Linked DNA regions of Mus musculus: regions 1, 2, 3, 5 and 6 are each linked to region 4. Evidence: chromatin contacts called from public promoter capture Hi-C data. All regions are on one chromosome and are shown on one strand. Each heading gives the region's core, a stretch centred on a gene start, on an enhancer-like site or on the middle of the called end of the contact. The rest is flanking DNA. Distances are from core to core; before and after follow the strand shown. Region 1 holds the start of Pdhb (pyruvate dehydrogenase (lipoamide) beta). Region 2 holds the start of Flnb (filamin, beta). Region 3 holds the start of Htd2 (hydroxyacyl-thioester dehydratase type 2). Region 4 holds the start of 3830406C13Rik (RIKEN cDNA 3830406C13 gene). Region 5 holds the start of Pxk (PX domain containing serine/threonine kinase). Region 6 holds the start of Kctd6 (potassium channel tetramerisation domain containing 6).

Region 1 (2,935 bases), core at 432-2,931, 4.1 Mb after region 4:
TTTCTTCCATTTACAATCAAAAGATTCAAACTTTTGCTCAAAGCTAGGTGTGGTGGTCCATTCCTTTAATCCCAGCACTAGTAGGAGGCAGAGGCAGACAGATCTCTGAGTTCAAAGCCAGCCTGGTCTACATCAATTTCCAGAATGTCCTTTGGTTACATGAAAGAGTGTCTTTGTTCACATATACTCTGAAGTTAGGGGACTCTGATGTAAGCAAACTTCATAGTTTGAATAGATGAGAACACTAAAGCCAATGTAGTGAATGCAATATTTAAGTTGCTAGTAAATAGAATTTGGAACATTTAAGCCATAGAAAAATAGTGGTAAGAAGAAAAACTATGGACTGGTTGGTGGTAGCATAAACCTTTAATCCCAGCACTCAGAAGGCAGTAGCAGGTGGATCTCTGTAAATTCAAGGCCAGCCTAGTCTACAGAGAGAGTTCCAAGACACCCAGGACTACACATAAAAACACTTCCTTGTGAGGAAAAACAAAAACCAAAACCACTTACATTAAAGTTTTTCAAGGCAGGAGAGGGGATTTGAAGTCCTTGTCCCAAACACAAGTTTATATAATTTTTGATAGAAAGACTCATATTGGGGCTGGTGAGATGGCTCAGTGGGTAAGAGCACCCGACTGCTCTTCCAAAGGTCCAGAGTTCAAATCCCAGCAACCACATGGTGGCTCATAACCATCCGTAACGAGATCTGATGCCCTCTTCTGGTATATCTGAAGACAGCTACAGTGTACTTACATATAATAATAAATAAATCTTAAAAAAAAAAAAAAAAAAAAAGAAAGACTCATATTTGATATATCTCACATGGTGACCACCTGATGGCAGCAATGAGGGAGGTTTGGAAGGAGGTGATCCCATACCTCAGTGTCCTTTTACAGTCGATGAGACTGAATGCAGAATATAAAGGCCACATCTAAGTATCTATTCTCAACTGTCTCTTGTCCTGCTAAAGCTATGTTTCAGGCTTCTCCAGTCCCGGTATGCCATCTAAATTCAGCAAGATCAGAACAACCTCCTCACCTCTTCTCGCCTGGATGGAGATAATACAAACAGAAACCACCTAAAAGCACTTATCAAGCACACATCACAGTACTTGGCACACAGTGGACGCTTAGTGCCTACATGAAAGCTATTGTTCACATTCAATTTACAGCGCCCTTCATATAATGGTAGGTTCACCCTCCACTGTTGTGTGTGCAAGATTCACACGTTGCTCAAAGTCCTTCAGTGCCCGCAAAGGGGTGGCTTTACGGTCCTAGCAGCCTCGGTCGGATCAGGCTGCACTGACTCAGTCCCAGCACGTGAGCAGTCAGCAGTCAAGTCTGAGTGTAGGGCGTGTTAGGTGCATGACAGCCTCTGCAAGCGGTCTGCAAAGTTATCTCCAGTGCACCGGGTCAGAGAGGAACAGCAGCCTCACGTCACCTCTGCTGGACCGCGACTCGCTAGGTGGGCGGGGCTCGCAGGCGTCGAAACTAGCCGTTGGCTACGCATGCAGAGGCGGGGCCCAGAGGGCGCGCTCTGCCAAAGCCTGGGGGCGGGGCCTATGAAATAGCGCCTTGCTATTGGCTTCCTCAGGAAGACGGGACTCTCAGTTACCATTCTATTGGCTTTGCCGAACAGAGGTGGGACGTAAAGGTGTCACGCCCTACTATTGGCTGCGTCAGACGGGCTCTGCGGCGCTTCTGTGTTGTCATTCGGCAGCTAGTAGAGGACACGGGCAAGATGGCGGTGGTGGCTGGTCTGGTGCGGGGACCCTTGCGGCAGGTAGGTAGCGGCCCCTAGCGCGTCCACTGTAGGCCCTGTGCCCTTTCTGAACCCTTTTTTCTCTCCCTTCCAGGCTTCCGGGCTGCTGAAGAGGCGTTTTCACCGCTCGGCGCCCGCAGCGGTGCAGGTAACCGGTCCCGACGTCGGGCAAGGCCGGGAGGGAGCCCTGGGGCCCGGGAGCAGGCCTGAGAGATCGGGGTCGTGTCTGCCCCAGGGCCAGGTGGCATCTTGGACCCTGACAGCGGCCGCGTCCTGCGGATGATTCGCGCTGCCTCTGTCCTCGCCCGGTGCCATTCATATTGGTAACCATCCCTTCGAGGCCGGTGGCAGTCGAACAGACAACCACCTGCTTTCCTGACTTTTAATCCCCACCCTGGAGTTGTGGTAAAATGTAGCTTTGAAATCTTATGTGTTCAAATGTGGCATCGAATGAATTCACGGTCTACACTGTCAACTTCCAGAACTTTACACGATAATAATTCACACTCTTTCGGCCGCTGTTGTATTGTACTTTTCTGGCTCTTTTTGAGTTCTTGTTTTAGAGCGTCATATAAGTTGAATCTTTTGTTCTTTTGTGTCTGGCTTATTTAAAAAGGTTCATCCACATTGTAGAATACATTCATCAGAATTTGTTCCTTTGGAACGTTGAATCATATCCTTTGTACGTTTTATTTATACATTCATTTAAGGGTGGTTTGTTTCTATCTTTTGAATTTGTTACGGTGCTGAGAACATTGGCTTGCAGATACATGCTTTTTTTGGCATATATATATCTAGAAGGATTTTATCAGTCTACATTACTGTAGTAGCATAGCAGCACCTGCATTGTGGATGTCAAGTGTTGTGCACTAGTGAACGCTTAATACTTAGTCGTAGTTAGTATCCATAGTTAGACCTTCCTTGCTAGTTCTCTAAGTCTTAGTACTTCAAGTGTATTGGTAAAACAGCCTGGCATGCTTCCTCCGTAGGAAACTGCCTGGGAGCTGGTTTAGCAATCGCTCAGTTTTCTTGCCCGTGCATATGAAGCAGTAGAGCAGAAGTGTTCTGTAAGCTTGTCACTGACGCCTAGTGAAGATTAGTTGGCATAAGTGGTACTTGTTACGTTCTATGTGTGTGAGCATGCACATTGTGGTCAATGTGCAGGGGATCCGTT
Region 2 (3,367 bases), core at 861-3,360, 4.5 Mb after region 4:
CCTCCTCTTCCTCCTCCTTCTCCTTCTTCTTCTTCTAAAAGCAGTTCTGTCAGGTTTAACTCCTGGTTTAATTTAATTTTCTTTGTTGAGTTAATGAAATACATATAGCATTTAAAACAATGGATGAAGGCAAGTCCAGCTCAGCCAGGCAGGCTTTGAAAATCACTCTTCATAGGAAAGTAGAGTTCCTGTAGAATTCTGAGGTCCTCCCTCCTCAATAAAAGAGATGCCCACCCCCCATGTGATGCACCCCTGGCAGCTTCCTCCACTGAGAACCCACCCCTGGGAGGGAGAGCTTGCTGGGAGGCAGGCTGGTAGCTAGCGGCCTGGCCCCAGGAAGTAGCAAGCGCATCTACCTGCCAGCACAGGTGTGGGGAAAGTCCAGGGCGAGGCCAGGAGGAGGCTCAGTCCAGAGGGAACCCCTTTCCACTAGAGAAAGTCCCAGAAGCCACACCCACCTTCCTTCCTTTCTGTCACTGGAGTCACTAGAATGGCCTTGCTTCCTCAGGAAGAAACCTCAGCCCTAAGAATCCCTTTCACGAAGTGCACACATCCTCTACATAATACTTTGCACACCCACTGTGTACGGAAAAAAAAAACTTTCATAAATAGATGCTATATGTGCACACACGAATGCCTACGGGGGCAAACAAGTGAGCCCGGGCATAATACACACCTCCCTTGTCCATCACAAAACACATTCTCAAGAGCCCTGTTTTCTCTTTAGAAGCCTAAAGTACTCGAGGTCTTAATTCTCTCACCCAAGGCGGGAGGAAAAAAGCAGGACTCAAACTCTCTCAGGAAGACCCAGGAAAAGGGGGTGGGGACTGCTTTACTTCTAAGTTGGACCACATTGGAGGTGGCCCTGGGAACGTCAATTAGCCCGGTAAACGTCCCCTCTTCTGTAAAATGGGCCTAAGAACATCTCAGGCCACCGGACGTCAATAACTCAGAGAGCCACACAGCCAGCGCCAGTCAAGCCCTTTTCTACACACATTAATTATTATCAACCACTAAATTATCTCAACCTGAAGGAACCGGCCAGCGCTGAGCCAGAGCTAGGAAGTGAGGACATTCCCCTGTGACGCCCCTTCCAACCTCAGAGCCCACACCCATTCCGGTCTAAGAAGGGGAGGGTCTCAGGTCCTCGTCTCCACCTAGGTGGTGAGATCCTAAGCAAGAGAGCGGTCGCGGTCGCGTCCTAGGTCTCCACGCCCAGACTCGAAGCCAACGCCCTTTCAGCCGGGCGGGTCACTCAGCTCTAGGCGCACCTGGCTAGCGTAAAGTAGGGATTTGGTACTTGAGTCCACGGCGTTGTCATTAGGGTCAGCAGACGATTTCCCCAGCAATCCCAGGAGTTCCCGCAAATTAAATTCCAGGTGTGACTGGAAGGTCTGAGTGCTTAACCCACCCCAACACTGCAGCGGCACCGCCAGGAGCACCGTGTCGAGCAATCACGCCAGGTCCCAGCCCACAGATGGCACCGCGGAAAGGCCTATGTTCCTAGGTCCTCATCCCAGGACCATCTCCCCCTCCCTCACACCCGGGAAGCGATGCGCAGTGGGGCGCGCTGCCGGATACCCCCCGATTACTGCAAATTTAGGGCCTGGCCACAACACTCACCAATGGACACGAGCTTAATGCTTTCGTGGTCTAGGAACTCCAGAGCCACAGACACATTCTCCAGCTTCATCTGTCTGAAGGTGGGCCGCTGATGGTACTTGTGGTGCATGCGCTTCTGGCTGAGCACCTCGAGCAGCGCGATGAGCCGTAGCCCGTCGCTCAGGTCGGTCTGCAGGTTCCCGATGCGTTTATTCACACACTTGAGGTGCTCGTTGCACCAGCGCGTGAACGTGTTCTGCTGAATCTTCTTCCACGGCGCGTCCTCCGCCAGGTCTTTCTCCGTCACCGGCATCCTGGAGGCAGAGAGTACGCGGAAACAACGAGCTGCAGGGACTGAGATGAAAAGCCCCAAGGGCCCGGGGAAGGGGAACTGAGGCAAGTGGGGAGAGGGTTAGAAAGCGCTGCTATACTAGCCGCAACAGGATCAGGACTGCCTTCGTCCGTCCCCGGGCGCGAAGTAGCCTGGCCTGGCGCCTGCGCGCTACGCCGCCCCGCCCCCGAGGCTCCGCCCCGTTTCTACCCTATAGAAGCGAACTCCTTAGCTGCGCTCGCCCTCTACGGTCCAAAGCCTGCATTACGCCGGAGGGTAGGGTGGGGTGGTGCTTCCTAAGTATCCCCAACCTGATGTACTGCCCAGCAAGGAGAAAGTAACTTGGGAAAGGCCTAGAATAAGGGCACACGAGGAGGCGGGGGACTAGCCTAGAAGGAATGGTTGCGTCAAGAGGGAATATGCCACCCATCTATAGGTTCAGTGAGAGGAAAGTGTTTTTCTCAGAGTCTGCACGTAAATTAGACACGTTGATTTCTAAATGAAAAGGAACTCAGAGCTGGGCGTGGTGGCGCATGCCTTTAATCCCAGCACTTGGGAGGCCGAGGCAGGCGGATTTCTGAGTTCGAGGCCAATCTGGTCTCCAGAGTGAGTTCCAGAACAGCCAGGGCTACACAGAGAAACCCTGTCTCGAAAAAACAAAAACAAAACAAAACAAAACAAAAAAGAAAGAAAGAAAAGGAACTCAGCCTTAAAGTCCAATACCACGTCCATCTGAGTAGCAGTAGTGAAAACGAACTGTTTTCTATGGCTATTAGAAGTTTTTTGCTGGTGTAACACAGATTTCCTGTCTTGCATGTCAGTAAGTTAGATGTCCCGTCTGGGGTTCATTGGCCCAAGGCATTTCTTGCTGGAGCTTCTGGGAAATAATCTGCTCCTTTGCCGTGCCAGATTCTAGACGCTAGGTGCATGTGTTGGCTTACGATGCCTTTCTTGTCTTCAAAGCCGGTAAAACAAGGCACAGATACCTTTTTCACCCTGTCATCTCCTCAGTTCTCCATAGTCAGGTCTTCCTAGAACTCTCTTGAAGACCCTGTTGACTGTATTAGGCAAATTGATTAGTCCAGAAGATCTTGTTATGTTTTATTTTTTTTAACTATGATGGCCAAGAAAGGGCCGGATAAATGGGTCATGGCACCTACTGACCGGTGTCCCTCTTCTCTTCCCTTTGCCTGAGAATTCAGTTCCTTTCTCTCCACATCCCAAGCCTGGTAGCCCTCAGCTCAGCTTGGCTGTCTCCCCCCTGGCCCCCCAGTGTCGAGGAGCAGATGGAGATCTAAGGTCTCGAAGAAACTGAAGATACGTGTCTGACATGAATGATATCTGTTCCATGCTGGTCTGCATACCCCAGCAAGAGGTCTAGAGTGATCTCAACTACAGCTGAGTACCTGGTGTAGAATTGCCATATGAGATGTA
Region 3 (3,002 bases), core at 435-2,934, 4.2 Mb after region 4:
TAAACATTGTAATGTAAGAGTAAGGTCTAAGCCTTCAGGGCATGGCTCCGATCTCTTGTTCAGCGATTCCTCCATGGCCTCAGTTTCTGTCCTCTGTGAATCAAAAATAAGGACATGGCTGCTCCTGGGTCTGGTTAAGGAGAAAGTTTACTGTAGCTATGAAGGAGAGCACAGCCAGAGGTATCTGGAAGGGTCCAGCCTGAATTTGGCCAATAGAATAGACTGGCCATGAAAAGAGCAAGAGAAAGAAGAGGGACCAAGAGTGTGCAGGATTAAGAGATGCACCAGAAGCCGGGTGTGATGGCGCACGCCTTTAGTCCCAGCACTTGGGAGGCAGAGGCAGGTGGATTTCTGAGTTCGAGGCCAGCCTGGTCTACAAAGTGAGTTCCAGGACAGCCGGGGCTACACAGAGAAACCCTGTCTCGAAAAGCCAAAAAAAAAAAAAAAGAGAGAGAGAGAGAGAGAGACCCACCAGGAGACTGCATACATAACGCATAATCGAAATGGCTGACTTACATAGGAAAGAGAAGCTGAGGGAAGTGAAGCGAATCTCGGGAGCTGGAGACGAGAGGTTTAGGGCAGGGGAAGGGGTGTGTCAGCCAAGACCACTCTAACAGGAACTTGTGAGTATGGGCTGAGAGAACCTAGAGGCTAGCATAGACTTCGATATACTAATAGGTAACCATCCAGGTTAATGGAGAAGCAATACGGCTTTTGCCAGAAATAAGACTCCTTTTAGGAAGTAGGAACCACCTTCTTAAATCCCTGAAGGAATCCCGACCTTTGTCTAAATGCCGGATTTTTAAGGAAAGGATTAATTAATTTGTTTGTTTGTTTAGCGTTTATTCCTCTGTGTAACGGAGTCCTGAAACTCACAGATCACCTGCCACTGCCTCCTAGGCGCTGGAATTAAAGGCGTGTTGAAACAATTTCTTAAGACCTAACACTCTGGGCTTCCTCCTCCTCTTGGCCTCGGCATCGCCTCTGGGTAGCCACGTGTCTCACACTCTCCAGCCTCTCTGATCTTACTCAATGTGTCCCACTGCCCATCCTATCTATTATGGTACCATACCCTCCTTGCCTAGTTCTTGCAAGTTCTCCCCTTCTGCTTCAGTGTCTGCACTCCGAAACAGAGATCTGCTTCATACCCTAGTGCTTCTCACGAACTCACGAACCGGTGTCTTGAACATTTGGGGGACACAAGACATAACTAAAGCAATTGTTTAAAAAGCCGATCCCCTACTGCCGAAGAGTAAGATTGTTCCCAACCTTGCTCCATTAACAATCGCTACTGACTTTGCGCCCACATCAAGGGCAGTGAGCCCAGCAAACGGCCGGATCAGCCCTCCCGGTCACCGCCTGTATCCGGGACCTAAGCCGCGCTGTACAGAGCCCGGCGGTGGCTCTCAGACTGACACTACAGCAGCGAAGAACCTGAGGTCCGCCACACTTCCACCTCGTGCTCCCGCGTCGCGCATGCGCACCTGCCCCGCGAGGCTAAACCGCCTCGGCCCAGGACGGAGAGGATCACTGGAATAACCGCGTTCCTGACTCTTGCACGCCGCTAGAATTCGGCATGGGTCGGAGTTCCCACGCAGCAGCCCAAGTTCGGACCTGGAAAACTGGTGATATTTACATTCGCACCGCCCCACAGACGCATAACAGGACGTGGCGTCACCGCGCCGCGTCGGTCACTGAACTAGTGCGTAACCCTCAGCGGGGGCTGAGGACGAACAGGTTCTGCGCCCTCTAGCGTCCACCCTCGGAACTGTCGTCAGACACTCTTCATGGTCATTTATTTCTACATTTATGCTCAACAGGTTATATCAAACAACCCCTCTCCTTTCTTGCTTTCTCTTTCTTTTTCTTTTTTGCAATGCCAGGGATCAAAACCACAACCTTGTCTATACTAAGCAAGTCCTCTACCACCAAGCTAAATCTGAGCCTTGCCATCTCAGGAACATCCGTGTCACGCACTAAAGACAAGATCGTCTGTCAGTTTCCCAATGTGGCTCCTAACATACACTAGAGATTCTGTTTTGATGTGGAAAAATCCAGCTGCTCCTATTTCCAGATGTAAGTAATTCCACTTCTGTATCTAATCACCAAGTCAGAATCCGTTATGCATTAGCGACTATTCTGAGTGCTGGCAACTCCGGAGAATAGGATATGGTCCTTGTATTCATGTGACATACCGTGTATATTTAACAGTTATAATAGCAACTAATATTTACGTTTGGGCCAGGCATTGTGCAGAAGATTTCACGTAAGTGATCTAATGGAACCCTCAAGCAACCTTAAGGCAGCTATTATTGCAATAGTCCCTGTTTTACATAAGGGAACTGAAGGCCAGAGAGAGACTAAATTGTCTGCCTTTGATGGTTGCCAGTGTTAATACAGATTATCTGCTTTGGCCAGTATGATATTTGTATATGCTAGGCCCAGGGAGTGGCACTGTTGGAGTAGGTGTGTCACTGTGGGCGTGGGCTTTAAGACCTTCATCCTAGCTGCCTGGAAGCCAGTCTTCTGCTAGAAGCCTTCAGATGAAGATGTAGAACTATCACCTCAGCCTGGAGGCTGCCATGCTCCCACCTTGATGATAATGAACTGAACCTCTGAACCTGTAAGCCAGCCCCAATTAAATGTCCTTTATAAGAGTTGCCTTGGTCATGGTATCTGTTCACAGCAGTAAAACCCTAACTAAAGCAGCCAGTGTTGTCCAGACTAGTTCAGGAGCACCATCTTAACCCAACTGCCTTCTGAGGTAGTCTCTGGGTATGGGAACTTGGTGATGGCTCATCACCATATTGCAGTCCTTGGCACCAGTGGTCACACAGCTTGAGTTTACTAAAAAGATGAGCGTTGATTTGGCCTGAGTGGGACACAGTAGTGATGGTAACAGTATGCCTTGCACAGCCAAGCCTGTGCCCAGGTAAGTTGGGGCCTTTCCTGTAATTGGGGAAAAAAAACCTGATATTTTTGTCCCCTAAGCTTTCATTCCT
Region 4 (2,890 bases), core at 165-2,664:
TACTCTCATTCTTAAGAGACAATGAAGTTATCTACAATAAAATGTCCTGTCAGAAAATGATACTTTCACATTTTTGTCTTCCTGTGCATGTTTCACTAATAAAGGTAACATACACTCTGTATTTGAAGTATCTTTTTCAAAAACTTACATTTCTTCATGTCTTTTAGAAAGGTGAATTTCTTGAGTAAACAAGGAAGCCATCTTTAATCAAAGCTGGGCTATAAGTTTTCTGCTAAATAATAAAAACATTTAGTTATCTTTACCCATGTGTTCAACTGTGCGATTTGGTTTTAGTACTGAAACAATACATTAATTCTCTCAAAAGAGAAAACTGACAATTTTATGTGTAATGTGAAAGAATGCACTCAAGCACATTTTTATTAATTTTTTTTTTTTTTTTTGCATTTGTCAAATTCACTCAAAACACCATGGATCAGGTAAACTCAAGACGCTTCATATCTGCTACCTCCACCCAAGCTCTAATCTTAAACAGAATTTCAACAAACAAACAGCCGGCACTAAGACTAATGGACATTTTAACAGAAAGAAAAAAAAAAACCTAAAAATTCAACACACACTCATAGACAGAAAGGCAAACACGTCTGAGGACCAACTGGGAACTCATGGTCTTGCCTTTAGCGGAAGACTGCTCAGTGCTACCATGACCCTTCCAAACAGGGGAAGTATTTTTACATGTGTAACTTAGGAAAAAGTCGATTAAGTCTGCCCGCCGCGTTCTAGCAAGTCAGCACTCGCGTTTGGAGACTTCCTATGGCACACTACACCAGGCACCACTCCCCTTGGCTAAAGTACTTGCACAAGTATAGATGGTGGGCTAATGACGTGCTCTGAACGCGCTAGGCTGAGCACACAAGCTAAAGGTGCCCCACCAAAGGGAGACACATCCAACACTGACATTCCGTGAAGGAGACTTCCCTAAACTTTCTGAAATTAAACGCCGCTCGCTCAGGATCGGATGGCGACCGGACGCCCGAGCTCTGGGTGCTCCGCACACTGCACAGGGGCCTGCCCGGCCCTTCAGCAGGCTCCTTCTCCGCCCAGGGCCCACCTCACGCCCGGCTTCCTCGCCTTCCTCCCGGCGAGGTTTGCAGCCGACCAGGGCAGCGTCCAGGCGCCCCTGGAAAGCCACTCCTGCCGCCTCTCTTCCTCTCCTTCGGGAGCAGTTCAAGAAAAACTCTGCCTTTTGAAGCGAGGAAGCGCCCAACGGCCACCCCAAGTCCCGCCTTTCGTCCCAGAAAACTCTGGAAAACCTTTCTGGTCACCTGGCTCCCCTCATTAGCTTCCTCCTCATCCCCCCCTTGCCTCAGGGGCTACGGGCTGTGACCACACTGCGCCCACCTCTGAGCTCTTCCGGGAACGCGCCATGGACGACGCCTGCGCAAGACCTGGGCGTGGTCAGGCAGCCATGTTTGCGTACTTTACGCTCCTGACGTCAGTCAGAGTCCCAGCTACTTGGCTTGGCTTGGCTCTGGCGCGGGTTCGAGCACCTCAGGGAGATGAGACTGTGGAAGATTCCCCAAAAGGGGCCTTAGAAACCTGGAAGAAGATGTGGTGATAGCTCAAGCTTTTAAAAAGTGGTCTCTGCATATGTTATAAAGTCTTCGGGGAGTACAGTTGGCTTCCTCCCTGTAACATATTCCTCCTTTGGAATGTTCCAGTGGGGGGGGGGGGGGGGGAAGGCGTGAGTGTTGTGGGGACTATCCAAAGACTTGTCATTAAGTTTGTTCATCCGAGGCCTGCAGAGCAGCCTCTAGGTCGCACACAGATCAACACAGCAAGTTCACAGCCTTGTGTTGTTTAGCCCACAGCACTCCTCCCATGTGCAGAAGTGTACCCTTACGCTTCATTTTATTCCTTGAAATAACTTTGTGAGCGAGTAGTTCTGTTTATTCTTTGCTTATAGATAGAGATATGGAAGAGTGATAAAGTCTTAACTAAGAGTTGCACAGCTGGTAAAGGGTAAACAGAACACATTTAAGTGAGTTTTTCCTCCTAGGTTACCTACATTAAATGTAGCACCGAATTTAGACACTTTGAACTCAGTGTGTCCTTTATTTTGAAAGCCTCTTTTCTACACACTTAGGTATCTTCACTTCTTTACTTCTAGGGCAAGGTCTCACTATGTAGACCTGGCTAGTCCTTTAAATCACAGGACATACCTCTGCCTCTCTGCCTCTCTGCCTCTCTGCCTCTCCCCCTCTCTGCCTCTCTGCCTCTGGTCCTGGGAGTAAAGGCATGGACTATGATACTTGGCTCTTCCTATCTTATAATGCTACTCTCTCAATAGAGGTATTATTTCATTCTCAGTGTGGGACTTCCCACTTCCCCAGCCACATTTTTTTTTTCCACAACAAAAGAACATTTTGTGTTTTGTAAAGTTCCCTTTAAATTTTGGTATGTGTTTGTGTGTGAGTGTGTGTGTGTGTGTGTGTTGGGATGGTATGCTACAATGTATATAGGTGTCCTCAAAGGGCAGAATAGAGATTTAGATCCCCTTGAGACTCTTTATTTGATTGTTGTGATGAGAACTCTTGTCCTCTGTAAGAACAGCCAGAACTCATAACTGCTGGATCCATCTCTCTCCAGCATCAAGAAAAATATTTTTGACTTTGGTTTCCTATTGTGCATTTTCTAACTGGATGAGTGAAATTTCTCCTGATTTTGAAGCACTGTAACCTGTGCTTGGCAGATCTGTTGTTAAACTGCTTCACACCCTCCCTCTTTAAAAATAGACCCTTGAATGGTTCTGTGTTCTGGGCTCTCCCATGAATAAAATAGCCTTTGCATAGTCACAAAGCATTCTTGTTTGTTTTATAGAATTTCAAAATAAATTTTAACTATTTTTGGACTATGTGAACAGACAATCTAA
Region 5 (2,917 bases), core at 314-2,813, 4.2 Mb after region 4:
CTTGTTTTAATGACGAGTTCTGGAGTGACTATGGAACCCATTACATCTCTCACCTCCACACTGACCTGTTAGCAGAAGCCAGGTTGTTCCGACTTTCACAACCATCTCTACACAAACAGGAAACGGGGCACAGTGAGGTTGCAATCCATTCACTGATCTGTTCAATCGACACATATGAGATGCTATCAGACAGAGACCCTCCTGTCAAAGCTTGGAAGAGAGGAAATTACAGAACCATCCTGGTGTCCATACTGCCTAGGGTAATAGCTACGCAGGAAGGAAGGCTTTCTAGAGGAAGTGGTCTCTGAGCATCCATCTCTTTAGTATTAAATAGACCTAAAACACCCTATGAGGTTATAAGACTTACTTGCCAGTAATCCAGTCAAAAAACATAATTTGAAAGAATTATTATTACCTTCCATAAACATGGCCTTAAATACTCACTTTGCAACAAATTACAAGCGCAACAAACTCATAGATTTTTGGTGCCTTTCATAAGTTTCTACAATAGGACTTAGGATGTTACCTACCATTGGGAGAAAAAGTGCATTTTTTAAAAAAAGACAGTCATTTCTCTAAGTGAGAATAAATGCTTTCAACAATCCTGACCTACAAAGCAAGGCTGTCGGAGAGGTAACAGGGCTCTAAAAAGTCCTGCTTTAATACATCAGAATGAAAGATCTCTTTGACTAGCGAAGAATTTGAACATACACACACAGAAACAGAGATAAACACACAGGGAACGTCAGAAACAAGAGACAGAGACAGCGAGATGGAAAAAGAGACGGCGAGACAAAGAGACAGAGACACAGAAGGCTTTTGTGGGGCTTTAGCCTCCAGATGATGAACCCCCAAACACTGCTTGATAAACAAGACTCTGGGCTGGAATCTGATTTGCTGGCCTGACAAAACATTACAATCTCAGGAATCCCAATCCCACCCCCACCCCATTCATCATTTCCTCGATCAAGTCCTAGAGGCTACAAGCTCCCCGGTTTTTACTGGTTCCTAGGGTTTACTGCTTGTAAATTACAAGACATAGAGCACCTTTCCAAAAGGAAAAAGGGGGGGAAGTACCGGCAAATGAAAGCAAGCGTGGCTTTAAAGCCCCATAAAAGACTGCATGTGGCAGAAATGAACTCGCCTGTGCGTACTACGAGCACCGAGGGCTCCCCTAAGCCACTCCAGGGGGTCTGGGATGCGCGGGCACGCCGCCCCGGCCGCGGCCCGGCAGGAGGGAGGCAGCGGGCTCACACACCTGCCCGGCTCCGGTGCCCGCGCCCTGCCGCGCCGCGCCGCCGTCCGGCCTTCGCCCGGCCCCCGCCCTCGGCCCCGGCCTCCCGCCCCAGCCGCGCACCGTGTGCGACTGCAGACTCTGGCTCGCCTCGACGGCCGCTGTCAGCGGCACCGTGTCGTCCAGCAGCACCTTGCCAGCCGGCGGCTTCTCCATGAAGGCCATCCCGGGCCGCCGCCGCCGCTGCCTCTGAAGCCGGGGCAGGAACCGGAGGCGCCGAGCCCCGCCACCCGCCGCGTCCCGCCGCCGCTGCTGTCAACGCGCACCGCCCCGCGCCCCGCGCGCCGCCGCCGCCCGCGGGTCCTAGCGCCGGTCGTCTCTGCCTGCCGGCTGTCAACACCAGTCTGCCCGACCTCGCTGGGTCCTAGCGCCGTTCTTCACGGCAGGGTAGGTGACTGCTATCGTCGTCCCATGGTTGCAGTCAGAGGCATTATGTCCCTTGCTCTCTTGGCGCCTCCTCGCCCCCGCAGCGTATACTCAGTACTGTGAGCTCCTGGCCTCGGGCGAGGAGCACAAAACTAAACCATTACCACCACATCTCGCACTGCTTCTCTGGACTCTAACAGAACTGAGCTTTTCAGATGAACCGTTCAGAAACTCAGGCTGGTAGATTTGAGACCCTACTGCTCCTAATCACACTTTCCTGCCCAAGGACCTTAGGACTCAGGATATAACAAAAAACAACTTCAGGGTGGCTTCTCAGTCTGAGTTTATAGACCAAACTTTGTAAACCAAATCTGGATTCATGTTTTAAACCTGGATCTTCAGGAGAACCTAGGTGCCACACTCTCATAACTGGATCCCACGGGGTTTAGTTCCTAATCTTTAAACAATAAGCTTTAAGACAGAGGTGGAAAAATAAAATAAAATAACTGATGCAAAGATTTCCCTGCTTGTATGCTTGGTCCTAGCTCACAGTTGAGCTTTAAAGTCTTTGAAACCAAAGAACACTCAGATCTCTTAGACGGTGAGAATATTTGGTCGGTCCTAGAACAGGCTCCAAGAACCTCAAACTCAGAACTATCAAACTTGATGATCAACTTGTCAGTACCAAATCTACCCTGCTCACCTTAACCCAAGACCACAGCCTTCCAGGATAATAATGAAATTAAACTTAGATCAGATGACTAGGACCCTGTTGAGGGTCTGTGTGATCTTGAATAAGTCTCTCTCTCTCTTTCTCACACACACACACACACCACACACACCCTGAGACCTCACTCTTCCATTGGCAAAACTAAGTAAATGCCATGTAGAATGTGTAATAGGAATGCAATTGGACAGGAAGGAACTTTGCACATATTTAAAATCTCAAACAATATGCATTCCATCCTGACAATTCACAGAACAGAGATTTATTTCTGCTTGTTTCCACTGAATTTCTATTATTTTATTCATAGAAACCAAGCTTCTTTGTGCATCCATCACCACTGCGATGACATCATAGCAAAGGTCTAGATTGCTCTTGACGGTTATTCTCTTCAGAGTTCAGGCTTAGAGATTGCTGGGCAACCCCAAGGAGCCAAGTGACACCAGAGTGCCTTCAGGGGCCAATGCTCAGAGGAGACCTGGGGATCTTCTTAATTTAGCCCTAAATCAATGAGACCTCTTCTTGCATCTCAT
Region 6 (2,995 bases), core at 325-2,824, 4.1 Mb after region 4:
CTCTGGATTCACGTGCAGCATGCCAGCAGAGGGCTGTGAGAACCTGAGTAGACCGCCCTTTACTACTCGCAGCATCACCAAAATTTAAATAGGTAAGTCAGACACGGTGGGCGAACATGCAGGTTAGGACCAATCTGTGTTCCCACTCTGTCCCGTCCCTGGCCCTCCTTTCCCGGAGATCCCACCGCAGTTGCCGTGAGAAAAACTAAAGGTAAAATGATGTCCAGCGTTCGCAGAGACAAACAGACACGTGAGCTCTCGGGACTTCTAGAAAGCATGACTCAGGGTTGTCTCAAGATAAAGCAGAAGACACACATACGTGTTCCGTTTAAAATAGACCCCAACTATTAAAATCCAGGATGCGACGATGGATCATAGGAGTGACCATAAGACTGCTTTCCACGCTATTGCTTCAGCTAAAATACACTTTAAAAATTTTCAAATTCTATGGCCATCTTTCTACCTACGGTATTACAAAAAACTAAGAATCCGTGTGGGCTCCTGGTTTTCATCCAAAGGGTGATTCTCCCACCCTACCTACTTAGATCTTTACTCTTTTGAAACACTTCTGGCTTTGGGCCTGTAATACCCCACCATTATTCCCATACTAGAATATCTGCAACAGCGAAAAAGATGAGCCTGCCAAGGGGGGTACATTGGAGCAGGTTGTTTGGGCTATCCCAGACATTCTTAGCTAAACCAGGTCACATCGGTCTATTTGTCTGCATCACGAAATCCTGAAACCAGGTTTATCAACTTGCTGTATGTACTGGTGTACAGAACAGAAACATGACAACTTCAGCAGAATATCCAAACAGGATCTCAGTCACGTTTCGTTTCCCCGTCCCACCCCCAGACACAGCCTCCGCTGCCATCGCCCAGCAGGTGCTGCAGGGGCTCCCCACGACCTCGCCAAGGATCACCTCTTAACACCCAGCACTAAATCGCCGTGACATCCCAAAATTCCGGTAAAAAGCTGCAATTTGTGCACAAAACCCAAAAAGCAGAGCTTTAAACTAGGGCAGTGGCGGCTAATAAACACCACTCCCCAAAACACCAACCCTTTGCCCCGCAGAGCCCGCTGGTCCCTACTCCGCGGTCTCCCGCAAGCCAAGCCCGGCCGGCCACGCGCACCGAGCCCCGAACCCGAGCCGGAGCCCAAAGCCCGAGGCGGCCGCGCGTCCCCGATTTCCCCGCCCAGGCCCCGCCGCGGGCTCGTGCCAGCCCGGGGACGCGCGGCCGCCACCCGCCGTTCTCCTCAGCCCGACTTCCCGCAGCCCCGGCCCGCAGGCCCCGCTCGCGCCCCACTCACTGCACGAGCGCGGAGGCGACCCGGCCGGGAGACGCCGGCGGCCCGAGAGCGCGAGCGCGGGGACGAGCGAGCCCGCGCCCCGCGGCGGCAGCGGCGGCGGTGGCGGCGGCGGCGGCGGCGGCGGCAGAGGGGACGAGTGAGCCGGAGCCCGGAGTTGCGGCTCCAGCTGCCCGGCGCGGGCGGCGCCTTCTCAGCAGAGTCGCGGCGCCGAGAACGCGGACGCCCCCTATCGGCGGCGCGGGGCGAAGGCCGGGAAGCCGGATCGCCGCGGGCACTCTGGGCGCTGCCGGGGCGGCGTGGTCAGGCGGGCTCTGCAGCAGTCCCGAAGCCCCGCCTCCGTCCCGTTCCTATCCCCGCCCCGCCCAGGACTCCCGCGCGGAGCTCCGCCCAGGCCACGCCCCTAACTCCCCCTCCGCTTTCAGCCTCTCCTCCTGGCCGCCAGCAGTCTCTTCCCTGCTTGCCCAGGACTCCTTCTCCGCAACTGTTTCTCCTCAGCTGTTTTCACTAAGTCGATAGACCTCATCGCATGCAGGGCTTAGAGAGAAGAGCAGCCACCCAGACCGAGGCGCGTCTCAAGACTCAAAAAAGCAGCCAGTAGACACACACAAGACAAGTTCGAATCCTGGTGAGAGCGGTCCAATAAGAAGGCTGCCTTGGCCGGGCTTGGTGGCATACGCCAGAACTCCGGAGGCAGAGGCAGGTGGATTTCTGAGTTCGAGGCCAGCCTGGTCTACAAAGTGAGTTCCAGGACAGCCAAGGCTACACAGAGAAACCCTGTCTTGAAAAAACAACAACAAAAAAAAGAAGGCTGCCTTGGAGAATAAGGGAAGATGTGACGATCTGATATATATAAAATATTAGTATACATTTAATGTTATTAATATTGATGTAATTATATTATATTAATATATACATAATAATGTAGTTAATATTATTAATGTATTAATATATAAGACTCCTGGCCTTATATATTAAGGCAGGCCATTCTGTAAAGTAATGGCTTAGAGGGACCACCGATCCAGCCTTTTAGGCAGAGAAGAGCAGCCAGTTAGAAGGGCAGAGCTAACTAACGTCATCCTGTGTAATACCTCTGAGGATCTTAGTCTGGATGGGACTGGCAAGGGTAATGTCCCTTCAGGAAGGACATCAAGGCTGCAGGGCTAATTGGATTCCATGCATAGACAAGATGCAAAAGCCACCACTTCTAGCTAGCCAGATCTCAATCCACTTCTACATGGGTGAAAAGCCACTGGCCTTAGAAACTCACCTGGGCCAGGCATAGTAAAAGTAGTGCACATCCTTAATGCCAGCACTTAGAGGCAGTGGCATGTGGGTCTCTTGTGAGCTCTAGGTTAGCCTGGCCCACATAGCTAGTCTCTAGGACAGATGAGGCTACATAACGAGACCCTTTCTCAAAAGAACAAAACAGAAACTTACCTGGTTTACACATCTGCATGTTTGTGAGGTGGTTCTGAAATCTAGTTTTTATATGTATGATCATCATCTAATATTCTATTTTTTCTCCAAAAATCAAATTGATAGGTTAAATAAGCAATGTGGACTTCAACACAATGGACGGCTACATTGACATCTAAGCAAGGATACAAACTAATTAAGAATATGGGAATAGGGCTGGAGAAATGGCTCAGCGGGTAAGAGCACTGACTGCTCTTCCGAAGGTCC

Evidence for each region. Promoter capture Hi-C pulls out the DNA fragments that hold promoters and counts their contacts.
Region 1: a promoter capture Hi-C map of pre-B cells shows a contact between it and region 4. The contact joins the promoter of Pdhb here to the promoter of 3830406C13Rik in region 4. A contact is called at or near these places in 2 of 39 promoter capture datasets (cranial neural crest and pre-B cells).
Region 2: a contact with region 4 is called in a promoter capture Hi-C map of pre-B cells. The contact joins the promoter of Flnb here to the promoter of 3830406C13Rik in region 4. A contact is called at or near these places in 2 of 39 promoter capture datasets (cranial neural crest and pre-B cells).
Region 3: a contact with region 4 is called in a promoter capture Hi-C map of pre-B cells. The contact joins the promoter of Htd2 here to the promoter of 3830406C13Rik in region 4. A contact is called at or near these places in 2 of 39 promoter capture datasets (cranial neural crest and pre-B cells).
Region 5: a promoter capture Hi-C map of pre-B cells shows a contact between it and region 4. The contact joins the promoter of Pxk here to the promoter of 3830406C13Rik in region 4. A contact is called at or near these places in 5 of 39 promoter capture datasets (the HPC-7 cell line, cranial neural crest, frontonasal cranial neural crest and 2 more) and 1 of 484 Hi-C or Micro-C datasets (CD4 T cells).
Region 6: a contact with region 4 is called in a promoter capture Hi-C map of pre-B cells. The contact joins the promoter of Kctd6 here to the promoter of 3830406C13Rik in region 4. A contact is called at or near these places in 3 of 39 promoter capture datasets (cranial neural crest, frontonasal cranial neural crest and pre-B cells) and 1 of 484 Hi-C or Micro-C datasets (CD4 T cells).

Annotation. Positions count from the first base shown.
Region 1 is chr14:8,171,738-8,174,672 of GRCm38.p6, reverse strand. Pdhb (pyruvate dehydrogenase (lipoamide) beta) reads left to right here and starts at 1,681. Exons shown (of 10, transcript NM_024221.3): 1 at 1,681-1,782; 2 at 1,856-1,909. The coding sequence starts at 1,741.
Region 2 is chr14:7,816,700-7,820,066 of GRCm38.p6, reverse strand. Flnb (filamin, beta) reads right to left here and starts at 2,110. Exons shown (of 46, transcript NM_134080.1): 1 at 1,624-2,110. The coding sequence starts at 1,915.
Region 3 is chr14:8,078,995-8,081,996 of GRCm38.p6, reverse strand. It overlaps Htd2 (hydroxyacyl-thioester dehydratase type 2), which reads right to left and starts at 1,684. Exons shown (of 6, transcript NM_001348727.1): 1 at 1,485-1,684. It overlaps Rpp14 (ribonuclease P 14 subunit), which reads right to left and starts at 1,684. Exons shown (of 6, transcript NM_025938.4): 1 at 1,485-1,684.
Region 4 is chr14:12,282,727-12,285,616 of GRCm38.p6, reverse strand. It overlaps 3830406C13Rik (RIKEN cDNA 3830406C13 gene), which reads right to left and starts at 1,414. Exons shown (of 5, transcript NM_178141.3): 1 at 1,360-1,414; 2 at 149-232. The coding sequence starts at 201.
Region 5 is chr14:8,096,857-8,099,773 of GRCm38.p6, reverse strand. It overlaps Pxk (PX domain containing serine/threonine kinase), which reads right to left and starts at 1,563. Exons shown (of 18, transcript NM_145458.4): 1 at 1,358-1,563. The coding sequence starts at 1,459.
Region 6 is chr14:8,212,660-8,215,654 of GRCm38.p6, reverse strand. Kctd6 (potassium channel tetramerisation domain containing 6) reads right to left here and starts at 1,574. Exons shown (of 3, transcript NM_027782.3): 1 at 1,313-1,574.